Linked DNA regions of Mus musculus: region 2 is linked to region 1. A link is a contact called in public Hi-C data. All regions are on one chromosome and are shown on one strand. The core of a region is the stretch at or near the end of the contact, and the rest is flanking DNA. Distances in the headings are between cores, read along the strand shown.

Region 1 (6,641 bases), core at 1,661-4,160:
GCCCAGTGCACACTGCCGGCTGTGCTCCACAATAGGAACAGATAGATCCTCACACATGGGGGGTGGGGATTCCATATAAGACGTTCTGATGAGGAAAGTTTACACTGTAAACTGATTCTCACATTCAGTTGAAAATATGAACAGCATACTTTTGTAAAAATTCTAATATTGCCAGAAAGATTGACAAGTGCATTGTCTGCAGTGGGCAAGAACAGAAAGGGCTAGGCAAAGAACAAACCAAGCTTCAGAAAAAGGAATAAAAATTGTAGAATTTAATTTCTAAAAAAAAAATCCCCTAAAAGATAAAATTAAAATAGAATAAAACACCATTCTAGGGAAACTAACATGTAATTATTAGGAATTATGGGAAATTAGTACGAAAGTGGAGAGGAGGAAAGACAGGAAGGAGGGGAGGACATTGTTCATCTGAAAGATACAACGGAAATTTGTGCCTGAAAGGCTTAAGGTGTCAGACTGGCTGAGCTCACAAGTGGCTGTCCCATAAGCCATAAGAAAGGCAGAGCCTCCACACAAAAGGCAAAAATTACACAGCATTGAACTTCACACCAGCATATCAGACACTCAAGAGAAAGGGAGAATGCCTTCAAAGTTCTAAAGTTACTTTATAATTGTATCTTCCATACTGATTTATAATATTATTATTTAAGCATGGGGGTAGAACACACTTCCACGTGTTGATTTCCACACATGGGGAGAACACAGAAAAACATATCTTCCCCTCTCTCCTGCGGACTGTGTGAGCACATCCCACGGCAGCAAAAGGGACGCCAAGAAAGGGGGGTCACAGATGACAAAGGAGATCAGTGAAGCACAGGAGATGGCTACAGAGTGGTAGGGCACTCACGCTTGTCTTGAAGCAGCCGTAGAAGAAATTGGGGGGGGACAGGTAGCGGGGATTATATAATTCAGATCTCTCTCTGAATGGAAAAAGAAAAGAAAAACAAAAAGAAAAATGCGGACATGAGAAAGACAAACAGCATTTAAGAAAAAGGAAAATGAAGAAGGAGAGGTGGGTCGATGGGTAGAAGGAAAGCCGGCTACGCAAGCCTGAGGACCCGAGTTCAGGGCCCAGCACCCACCTAACCCTGGAACTAGTCAAATTAGTGAAGTCTCAGTGCCAGTGAGAGCCCTGCCTTCTTATATAAAGTAGAGAGCAATCAAAGAAGCCTCCTCACATCGACCCTAGGTCTCCACATGCATGTGCATGCATAGGCAACCCCACACATGGAAATACAAGAAAGCGCTCCTGCGCATGCGTGCGCGCGCACACACGCCACACCATAGTAAGAGACAGGAGTACAACAATAACTAACACACGATCGGTCGCCGTGAGAAGCAACCCTGACTTTCAGGGAAAATGCCATTGATAAGTTCACATACTGTAGACAAAGACGTTATCATCGTGCCCAGAGAGCACAAGGAAAACATTAGTAACCTTGATCGTGTAGAGGAAATTTACTAAACCTGGGCGGCAGAAGGCATCGGAGAACAGCAAGGCCACTCAGAGTAGACTGCTCACCATGGAAGGTCTAAGTGCTCTTCCTACAGCTGAACAGGTAACCAACAGAGATGTGACAGAAATAAGGTGAGCAGAGGGACAGAGAGGTGAGAGTCTTATCTATCGGTACATTCCAAAAGGACAATTCACAGTATTAGACAATCCCGCTTTGCTTGGCTCTAACAAACCACCTTGGGTTGTGGAATGATGAGAGATCTGTTTAGCTTACAATTTTTGAGTCTGACAATTCAACCCTGGGTAAACCTAGAGTGTTTGGCCCTTGGTGACAGTCCCCTATGTGTGCTACCCTGTGGCAGATGGTGCCGTGGGGGAGCCAGTGCAAGGAAAGAGACAACACATGGCAGAGGCAGGAAGCCAGATCATGAGAAAGGTGAGCGTTATGTTTTATAACAACCCACTCTAAGAGGAAGTCAGCGGGTTCCCATACACATGGCTTTGATCCCTTCCGTGTGAAATAATTACCTTGGTCTAATTACCCCACCTTCTCTTAAAGGTGCCTGTCTCCAGCATCACCACACTGGCGACCGAGCTTTAACAAACACACACACAACCCTGGGCAACATACTCCTGCTACAGTCAAACAGCAGCTAACATCTAAAAGTAGTAGCTTAGAGAATAGCAAGACAAGCTGATTGTTTCAGAGATGGTGGGTGGGGGGGTGGACTAAAATACAGGTTCCAAAATGAAAAGTTATACCTGAGCTGAGAGAGATACTGAGGACTGGGAAAGTCAAGTAGGTATCTGACTAACCGTGACTTTCATTGTTAAAGTATGCCATTCTCATCTACACTTTGATTAATTTTTTTTAAATAATTGCCGTAAAAATGTAAAAGTACTTACTTCACCACAAAATATATAATCCAATATTATATAAATGATGTGTATGAAACTCTTGAGAAAATATTCCACAATATATTGGAAGTTGAACGTGACTCACTTCGTTTTTGATAGGCAGCCACTGACTAATTCTAAAGTGCTCAAGTCCAGTGAGAGGAAAAGTGTCTTTCACCATACCCTTCCATCCGAAGACATCTAAGTCCATCGATTATGGTGTACAGGGAATGCCTGATTGCTTTATGATGTCATATGCTGCTACAGAAATTATTTATGATGCTCCCGGAGCAAGACGATCTACTCTGGGGCTGATACCTTGATTCAGAATTTGACACCTAAAGTGGTTTGAAGCACTTGTGATATTTAGACGTTGAGTGACCCAATGCCATTGCCTTCAAAACACACATTCAAAACATACATTTTCCACCGGGAACTAGAAGGGCATTTGCAATGAACATCCCTCCAAGCAGCCGAGAACAAAGGAAATGTTCGGCAAAATGATGTTGAAACACTACCACTCAGGCAGGCCTTCTCCCCAGTATCTTTCCAGCCGAATAGCGTGCCTGCCTGTGACTCAGATACTGTTCACATTGGAAAAACAAAGCGGAGACATCTACTTAAACGCGCAAACAGTGCCCTCTGCTGGCGGAAATGGGATGTTAGTTAAAAGAACTTCGTCTCAATGACCACAGGGAAAGAAGGGGGAGGGGAAGGAAGGGAGAATGGAGAGATAGAAGGGGAGGAGAGGAGATGGGGAAGAAGCAGAGGGAATAGGAGTGGGAGGGAGAGGGAAAGAGGGAGGGAGAGAGAAAAGTGGACTGGGGGGGGGGGGAAGGGGTAAGGAGGAGGAGGAGGAAATGATACAAACAGGAGAGAAAAAAAAATGGGTTTTAGTCCTTTTTAAGGATAAATGCTTGAAGCATCTTATCACATAGAAGATGCCAATATATTTCCTTAAATCCCAAAGTAACACGTGGCCTTGAATTAAGGAATGGTTTTACAGTGTCCATTCTTTGCCTTACTAAGTTATTTACTCATCACAAGCTCCCTCTGGGGGTGTCCCCCAGTGCTCTGACTATGCGACATAATATACACTCAGCCTTTGCAGAAGATAGTAACTCTATCAAACAAAATTGTTTCCTTAGCTCACAGACCAGGGCTCTGACAGGGTTCCAGAATGTCCCAGGCTGCTCGACATGTTTCTAAATGCTTAGGAAAATCTTAATGTTGATTTTTTGTTTGTTTGTTTGTTCTGTTTTGCTTCAACAAAAGAAGTGGTTGCTTGAAGATAGCAAAATTGGTTTCTTGAAAGAAAAGAAAATGAGTGAGGTATATCCTTCAGGGCTGGCAGGGGGGCGGGTCTGGAGATGTATGTCATACAATTCATCGTAAGTACTTAGTCAATGGAGTAGCAATTCAAATTAGTTTATATATATATATATATATATATATGCACATGTATAGGTAGTATAGTTACGATATTATCGTGTATATATATACACATACGATATATATACACACATACTATATGTGTGTGTGTGTATATACATACATACATATATATATACATACATACATATATATGAATATGAAAGCCAGTATTTCTAATATCTTACATTAAAAATCAGTTGGCTACCCAGCTTCCCATGCCACCACAGTAGTGGGGTTAGCAATGTAAAATATGTAAATATGTTCTATTTTCATAAGGCATTTGCACTGGTGTATTAATACTGTGTGCATATTTAAAGATGTTACAGAGCCCAGCTTCGTCTGACTGTAAGTCGTCACCCCACTACAGGGTCGCTTAGCTGAAGGTGACCGTTCTAAAGACAGTGACAATAGCAGAAGACTCCTGGATGTGCAATGATCAAAAATAAATTCAGCCTCAATTGTGTAACAATCCCAAGGTGCTTCAGGCTAGGCTCGCCTGTGTTACACCGCACAGCTTCTCTGTACTCTCAGCTCGGAACACACAGGAGCCTGTATGCTTATGGATGCCGTCACTCATCCCAACTATCATGCTCAACTAGTCCATTGAACCATCACGCTCAGACGCCCTGCACGCTATGGACTGCGGGGTTTTTTGCTGTTGTTGTTTTGTTTTGTTTTGTTTTTTGTTTTTTGGTTTTTTTTTTTTGTATTTTATCATATGCACAGCTTTCTGCTCTTCTAGAAATGTTAACAGCTGAATTAGGGAAAGCAAAGATGCTCCTGTCATCTGGCCCCAGCCAGGGAGTGTCACATCCATGAGTATAGATTTGGATCATGTTGTGTTTGAATGTTTGATGGTTGCTATCCAAGTCACTGCTGAGCTCCTACACAACACCATTCAATTAACTTTTGCTTGGGTTTAAGGCAGGATTTCCAGCAAGTTTTACAATGGCCTTACACATATTTCTGTACTTCGGGCTGTATATGTATGCAATATGGCCTTCTCAGCATCGATGATTAGAAAAATCAAAAGTATCAGTCAGTTCTTTAAAGCATTGAAGATCTTCCACGGCCTGCCATATTAAATATTTAGGCGAGGTTTAATTCTAGTTATATTTACTGTGGATATGCAATCCTCATGAAAGAGTCTGCAAGTCTAAACTAAGTACTTGTGAATTAATGTTCCAGCGAACCGGCAGTGTGTGAGCACATAAGGTTCTTTTCTTAATGCCTATGTGCACACAAGCCTCCCGTGCTGCCAAGTGCTTCTCACAGTCCCCTTTGTTGTCCTCTATACAGCTCCACAGTGACTTCATTGCGATTGTCCTATTTCCCCGTGGGCTCATAGGTAGCCACCCTTTCCATCTAAACCCATGGCAAAACAAAAAACATGCATCTGTCCCTTTATCTAAAAGTCTCTTTCTCTTTTACCATGAAGGCAGTGTCCATAACTCAGAATATAACAATAATTGTTGGTCGTGGTGACTGATTCTCGAATGAGGGTAGCAACTTTACCTCTTCTTGGGTGTAGCTGGACATGCTTGGTGCATACCACGTATGCTGTGAGATTTGAGCTTTAGAGGGAGGAAGTTACAGGTCGAGTCCCTAATAGCTCATCAGGGTCTGTGATACTGGCAAAGTCACAAGCCCTCTCAGAGTGTGCCTCTCTATCAAAAACAAAAACAAAAACAAAAACAAAACAACAACAACAAAAAAAAAAAAAAACAGATAAGGCCTCAAGGACCTGTACGGAGGACTAAAGAGGATACAACTTAATCCTTACACAATAGTGATGTGTCATAGGTGGTCGTTAAGTATTGTTGACATCCTGATCTACAACACCAGGCAAGTCACCATGACTTGTTAATATCCCCACCCCCTCCATGTTCAAACGTTATGACTTGGCAGATCTGACCCCATAGAGTCCACCCTCGTGCTTAGATCACAGACAACACTCTCCCACCGACCTCAGTGATAGCTGGGCACAACGTGTGGACTCTGCCTGTGAGAGAGATCAGGCCGAGGAGGGTTATACAACCTGATTTTTTTCATCATGGAGTTTGATTTTCAGTCAGAAAGATTTATTCCTGACTGATACCTTCGAGATCTTGTAAGTGACCTTAATGAATCCTCAAAGTAAGCTTGGGACTTATCTCTAGCCCCTCACTACTCCAGCGGTGAGCTATGACTCCTGCAATGATGGACAGATCACGTGATGCCTTGCCATGGGATCCCCCTCCCCAAAAGAGGCGGGATACTGTGTTTTGTGGACATCAACTGGGACTAGAGCCAGATCACCTGGGGTCAAGCGTTTCAACACCATCACTCTGGAGCTTTAAAACTGAGTCCATAGGCTTGCCCTAGAATACTGAATTCATAATCTCTGCTTGGAGGGTTGTTTGAAAGGGAGACGAGAATCCTGTGGGCCTAGAATACAAGCTCACTGATCGTGGTTACATAACCAAAGAGATCAGGAGCCTAGGACTCTCTCCCTGCTTCTACTTCCCCAAACACCTTCTATCCGGTTCATATGAAATCAAAAACCACAGTCATTGGGACAGTGTTTTGGAAAACTTAAGACTTTCAAACTTACAAAAGAAGAAGAAACAGGGACTTCTTTAAGAAGATAAGCTGGGTTCAGCACTCAGTTTCCAGGTGCAGCTCTGTGTCCCCTGTCCAATCCCGGGCTCCAGTGTCAGCAACTCAAGGGATGCGGTTCTCATTCCTGGCCCATACTGTAAAAACAACAGCAGCTAATCCCCTTTATTTATTTTTAACAGGCTACTTGATCCTGATTGATGAGTTTCTAATCAGCCTCACTGGTCTATCTATGCCC
Region 2 (6,641 bases), core at 2,595-5,094, 91 kb before region 1:
ACCACCTGCCAGTCTGAGCCGGCCAACAATCACAGCACCAGTGCTCCCCAGTTCCTGTTGGTGGAGAGATCCAGTCCACTCCTGAATGATGGGATTTACAAAGACAGCTGTTGGGCTCTGCAAACATTTGGGGGGAGGGGCAATGTGAGATGGGTTGGTACACTCCCCTACTGCTTTTTACTGAAAGAAACAGCTGCAATCTTCACAATTCAGGCAAGTAAACAAAAGCTGACAGCGCCAGGCACCAAGGCTTTCTGCAGCAAGCATTCAAAGGATGTCTCCACATGGGGTCTACAGCCAAGTGTCAAGTCTCACTGCTTCACAGTAGAGGAGAGGCCAAGCCCTGCCCTGAATGTGCAAGTCGGAATAAAGCAAACATCGCTCCAGTCTTCCCTCCTCCCATTCCTGGTTGTCATTCATGAGTATTTTCAAGTTCCAGAAACCTGTGTGTACCAGCAAAAATGGTGTTCTGCTCTCTGAGAGGCTAGCCTGCCTGGGCTCGCACAGGAGCACCTGTGTTGACCCAGATACCAGATTCCTGCACGGGAAGGGGCAGCCTTCTTTCTAGGCTGCCCCTCTGTTTCATCTGCTGGTCTATTTGCCTATACAGAAAATAATGTTTATCTGTTATTTTTCCCACCATCCCCCCATCTCTTTCATTGTCACGGCCATCTGTCCATTAGAAACATTATCTTTGGTTGCTCAGTTGTGAATCCAGGTGACAATCAGGACGAACGGTCAGTCCCTTTATGTTTCCTTTGAAGAGTTTAAAGACCAGGGAATGGGAGGAGACCCAAACAGCTTTGTGTTTGTTTTGAGGTCTCTATTTGAAATACTTGTTTTGCAAGCAATGAAACCTGCTGGCCCGGTGGCCAGCTGTTTACTGATATACTAAAACCTGTTATGCAGGAGCTATTTCCTAAGTAGGCTTTGATTAAGAGAGATTTTTATTTTGTACTTTGTAGATTTATTTATTTTACTTGATTGGTGGGGGTGTTTTGCTTGCATGGGTTCATGTGCTTTTTGCCTGTGCCTGTAGACTGCGGTGGGGGTGAGGGTCAAAAGAGGATGTTGGAGCCCTTTTTTGAGCCACCATGTACGGGCTGGGAATAGAACCCAGGTCCTCTGGGAGAATATCAAATCCTCTTAACCAGTGAGCCATCTCTCCAGCCCCAAATATGTTTTGGTTTTGGTTTGGTTTTAGTCAAGGAAGAGGCTAGAGAGATAACCCATGGTTAAGAGCACTTCCTACCAGAGGAGCTGAGTTTGACTCCAAGAACTCACAGCAGACAGCTCACAACCACCTGTAATTCCAGAGGACCCAATGCTCTCTTCTGGCCTTGAAGGGCTTCTGTACTTATGTGCACATACACACGCACATGCACAGGCACACACACATACACACAATTTTTAAAAATGTAGCTTTTAAAGTAAACAAGACTCTTGACATTTCATGTATTTTCAATCTTTTGGGCTGACTTTAAAATTCAAATGCTCTGTTTCCCCTGCCTGTCATTTAGGGGAATTTAGCTGACAAGTACTTGCTTTTTTTTTTTTTTTTTAAAAGAATTCCTCTGTCCAATACCCACACCCAAAACATTGGACAGAGGTCAAAGACCCCTATGGAAGAGTTAGGGGAAGGATTGAAAGTCCTGAAGTGGACGGCAACCCAACAGGAAGACCAACTAACCAGACCCCTAGAAGCTCCCAGAGACTGAGCCACCGACCAAAGAGCATACACAGGCTGGTCGAAGGTCCCCAACACTTATGTAGCAAAGGACTGCCTTGTCTGAACTCATGGGAGAGACTGCACCTAATCCTGAAGAGACTTGATGTCTGGGGGAGAGGGGAGGACCTGCCCTCTCAGAGTCCAAGGGTGGGGGAGGGGAGAAGCCTCTGGGATGTAAATAAATAAATAAACAAATAAATTCCTCTGCCTTTAAATTCAGCTCATATGGCTTAAGAGAAGAAGTGGGCGTGGCCCATGTGGTGGTAAATTTCTTTTGTCACTATGACATAAATTAATCCTTGATGAGGAGACTTCAACTGAGGAGGTGCCTCCATCAGATTAGCCTGAAGGCTAGTCTGTGGGGACATTTTCTTGATTAGGGATTGGTATGGCTCATCCCCCCTGTGGGTGACATTATCCCTGGGCAGGTGGTCTTGGGTTGTCTATGAAAGCAGGTTGAGCAAGCCACAGAGAGCAAGTCAGTAAGCAGCGCTCCTTTCCATTCCTCTTCTGTTCCTGCCTCCAGATTCCTGCCCTGCTTGAGTCCTGCCCTGCCTTGGCTCCCCTCAATAATGGACTGTAATCTGGAAGTATGAGAGAACATAAATTCATTCCTCTTCAAATTGTTTCTGGCCACGGTGTTTATCACAGCAAAGCAGGACAGCTTATGACGTCTGGCTATCTGATACTCGGAATCGCTGTCAGCAAAGGCCTTGCCTCCGGAGAAAATAAACAGAGACAATGTCCCATGAGCTCATCTCACAGACCATCTTCAAAGCTGAGTGGCCAGACTCAAGGAACATCTCTCTCTGACAGACCATCTCAAGACACATAGGAATGGTTGAAATCCCTAAACAAGATGAGAAGAAAAGGTATTTGGCTGCTGTCTGAGTGTCTGCGATCTCTGAAACTCAGTCAGCAACATTCATTAAAGGGACTGCGGGAGTGAATGGAAGAGAATCAGCATCAGTCGCCTCAGCACTAGATCACCTCAGGACTAGTTCACAGCCGCTCCCTCAAAAGCTTCTTCATCACACCACAGTTTCACCTGAGGAAAGAGGGGCCCACGGGAGGACTCTACAGCTTCATTATTCTGAGGCCAAGGGCATGTACAAAGCCAACACCCCCAGCCATTGCTGTGTCTGTGAGCTTGACGGCAGGTATCCACTTGCTGAGGCACATCTCCTCTGACAAGCTGTCCTTGCCGGTGATATCTTTAGTGGCAGTGAAGAACACAGTGTATTTTTCTCAGATTAGGAATTGGAGACCTAGAGAAGATAATTTGTGTTACTCCACACAATCTAATAAGATGTCTTCTCTCCCCGCCCCAGACAGGCATGGAGGCACTCGCTTACAATCTCAGCACTGGGGGGAAATTGAGTGAGTAGGATCATGAGTTAGAGTCTAGCCTAGGCTACATAGTATGACCTTGCTTCAAAGAAAAAAAAATTAGTGTGAGTGTGTATGTGTGTGTGTACACATATGTATAAATGTCATGAAATGACTGTCTTCCTAGTGGAGTGATATTGATGCCATGTGCCAAAGACCTCTGTATTTTAATATATTCAAGAGTTAGCGGAACTGCTTGTTCACTAGATTCGTTATTTATAGCTTTTCTGTGAGAACTCGCTTCACTTTATGTATTCAACACTTGGGATGATCACTACCTTAGTCCATGTGCTAATTGATACAGAAAAGTTTCTAGGTTTGGAGGATATATAAGTTTATATTTAACTTATTCCTGCATCTTATCCAGGAAATGAGAGCCAGATGTCTCTGCATGTGTGCTATTTGCTTTAAGCAAGATGTCAGGCAAAGATAAGAGCAATTCACTGATTGGTTACTGTGTCTTCCCACGGAGTACATAAAGCATCTTTGGGCCCTCTGTTATTTTGCTAATCTGTTTATCTCATCCTCACGGACAGCTCTCTTCATCTGAGCAGTGGGCGTTTGTCCTGCGAGGACGGTTCTTCCTGGAATTCAAGATGACACAAGTTATGGACAGTAACTTACCACGGTGCCTTCCGCCAAAGTAAAGGAGCCAGACGCCAAAGGAAGGCGAAGATGCCAGACTTTCATCTGGCTTTTAAGTAGTTACAGGCCAAAGTCAAGAGTCCGTGCTTCTTACGAAATGCGGTTTCTGGGTGCCCGCCCCTCCACATCTCATACACCCCACAATTTAGGACAGATTCTAATAAAACGTAAGAAAAGGAAATCTTCCCAAGTGTTCTCTTGTTTGTGGATGAAGAGGACAGGAAGTTATCATAACAGGATTCTTAATCTCAATTCAACCGAGGGGTCCCTGAGAGGCAGAGACTGAGAATAACAGCTTCCTTAGGGGAATTCCCAGAGAGAGTCTGAGTGCACAGACCTCCTATTTTCCTTATTCCCTGGATTCTGTTGCAAGAAGACACTTGCAGTATGAGCAGAGATGGTTGCAGTCCTGTGTCCACACAAATCTGCCACCTCCTTATTCCTGTCTGGCGTCTCCACAGCCCATCTCTTTGTGCTCAGCCTTCAAGGAGAATGATCTGTCCTTCAAAATGTTGACTGCCTTTCCAAAACTGGAAGTAAAAGCTAAACAGACTGAGCTATGTGAAGAATTTTAGCACTGACTTCTCTCTTTCTCATTCTCTCTCTCTCTGTCTATCTTCTTCCCTTCCTCTCTTCTTCCTCCCTTTGAAAATGTCATCTTAGTAAAAACAATTTATTCACTGGGCAGTGATAGCACACTCCTTTAATCCCAGTGCTCACTAGAGAGGCAGAGGCAGGCAGATCTCTGTGAGTTTGAGGCAACTCTGGTCTGCAGAGCAAGTTCCAGGACGGCTGGAGTCATGCAGAGAAACCCCCCCCCACCCCGTCTCAAAAAAAAAAAAAACAACAACAACAAAGAAATAGCAACAACAACAAAAATGTATTTATAATATCATAAAAGACCTTTTTAGAGTCTCTTTTTAAAGGGAGGTCCTAAAGGGAAGTGAATGTCCTGTTTATTATTTTTCTTTCCTCCGGAGTTTGTGAAGGATTGGGCGGCCCGGGGAAAGACAGTAGTTGTATCTCTGGCTATCCCCACTCTTTTGAGGGATCCCCTACAGGCCCCACTGCTCTGCTCTATAAAGAGTTTACAGCTGCCCTCTTTGGATGGAAATTTGATGAAGAACCATGCTCCTCTCCTAGTCTGCTTTTGCTGGTGTCTTGGATGTGCTCTCTGAGTCTAAGACATGATACATTATACATCTAGGGACTTCAACATCTGTTTGGCTCCAGAGGGAACGAACATCCTCTGATTTCTTAATCTTTTTCATCACAATGGAGGGACTCTGAAAGGAGCAGTTGAGCACCTGGGATGTTCACACAGGAGGACTCAGTTTATGCTGACATCACTCTCTGTGTCTGTCTCTGTGTCTCTGTCTTTCTATCTCTCTGTCTCTGTCTCTCTGTCTTTTTCTGTCTCTCTCTGTCTGTCTCTGTCTCTGTCTCTCTCTCCTGTTGGATCAGGGAAATGACCAACTATGGTCATTGCAGAGCTGTGTGGTGAAATAAAAGTCAGTATGAGGAGAGAAACAATGAATGCACATCTCTCAGTTCCTTTTCATTTGAGTATGCATCCTCGGTGCTGACACAATGGGGATTTGGTGAGACTGCAGAAGCCTCTCGATATTAGGTAATTTAAGTACAAAAATGTAATCTCATAACTTTAAAGGGGGAGGAGTAAGGTTGAATATTAGTTTAAAAATGCTTGGAGACCCTATTTGTCTGTTCTCCATGGAATGCTACTTTCATAATCTTCCCAAGTAATCAGAATTAATAAAAGTGATATATATTTATGTATATTTTCATATATATATGTATATGTATAATTTCTAATATGTAGCAAATGCTAAGATAACTTACCAAGAAGAAAGAACTATTATTTTTACAGACTAAAACACTGAAGAAGTTACATCACCACCTTAGGTCAAAATGGCTAACAAGTAGAGATCAGCCATGCTTAGGTGACACCAAAGTCCTTTTTGCTGTATCATTAAGGAAAGCAGTGTCCCAAGAACTTTCCACTCTTTATGTATCTCAAAAAAGTGTTACTCATCTCAAAATATCAAACATTAAATCAAGACACTGAGACTGTTTAGAGACAGCATCTGGAAAAAGCTGATGAGAATCAGAAAATTCTGGAAGCTACATATCAAAACTTCAATTGAGAAGATGGTAAATATTTCACACAAATAATAGAAGCTGTGTGGGGAGAGGGGCAATAATTTGGACATTGGACATGTAGGGCCAACTGTGAGTGGCAGACAATGATGGTAATCCCAGGTAAGTTTGCTGAGAATAAAAGTTTCTTTACAACAGGAGAGGAAGAGAAAGCACTGACAATAGGCCTCTTGGTCACTAGAAGCATCTGAGTAGTTACTGAGCACCATCTGATTTGATTGACACTTGGAGAACATCTGCCTTTAGAGATGCTTGGCTTAGCTGGGTTATTCTTTATCTGAGATGTTTGGACCAAGCCCTGGAGATCACACAGAAAGTTGTCAATGTGTTTTTGTCTGAGGGAAGGGCAAACATCTCCCCTCAGATCCTCAGAGCAAATCTTTGGGATCTGCGAGCCGGTAAGTGAATTTCCTACCAATCCTCAACACAGCTTTGTAAAATTGGCTCTCATCTTCAGAGAGGAGCGCAGCAGAGCCATGTGATGAGCTTCATGTTAGGGTGGGAGACAACGGAAGGCAGCAGCGAGGTTTTGAGCATGGGAACTTAGAAGCTGGTGGAGAAAGAAGAAGGAAGAAAGAAATGATCAAATTCAGCGAAGGATCATTAAATTAAACCAAGGGGAACCTGAAGCTGATCTGAGATGGCAGGAGTCTGTGAGTCACCATGTAATCTGAGTATCCCCTTCTGTTATGGTAGGAAA

The links. A called contact is a pair of places that touch in the nucleus more often than the background predicts.
Region 2: a Hi-C map of the N1E-115 cell line shows a contact between it and region 1, with 4 times the contacts expected there. The contact joins two enhancer-like sites. A contact is called at or near these places in 3 of 15 datasets of contacts at CTCF or cohesin (CD8 T cells, the NIH/3T3 cell line and large pre-B cells), 13 of 484 Hi-C or Micro-C datasets (the AtT-20 cell line, the C10 cell line, the C2C12 cell line and 9 more) and 3 of 115 datasets of contacts at active chromatin or transcription factors (CD8 T cells, differentiating embryonic stem cells and embryonic stem cells).

The regions. Positions count from the first base shown.
Region 1 is chr10:96,210,425-96,217,065 of GRCm38.p6, reverse strand. No RefSeq gene overlaps it. Among named protein-coding and RNA genes, the nearest start is that of 4930459C07Rik, 12 kb to the left of the region's middle. Within about 2 kb of position 2,910, at least 167 of the 459 cell types and tissues checked have an H3K27ac peak or open chromatin away from gene starts, as enhancers often do. A contact at or near this core is called in the N1E-115 cell line, where this site is marked.
Region 2 is chr10:96,302,779-96,309,419 of GRCm38.p6, reverse strand. Gm40748 (a long non-coding RNA gene) reads left to right here and starts at 688. Exons shown (of 3, transcript XR_871975.1): 1 at 688-737; 2 at 2,256-2,601; 3 at 3,655-3,919. It overlaps Gm33782 (a long non-coding RNA gene), which reads right to left and starts at 339. Exons shown (of 4, transcript XR_871978.2): 1 at 1-339. Within about 2 kb of position 3,844, at least 9 of the 459 cell types and tissues checked have an H3K27ac peak or open chromatin away from gene starts, as enhancers often do. A contact at or near this core is called in the N1E-115 cell line, where this site is marked.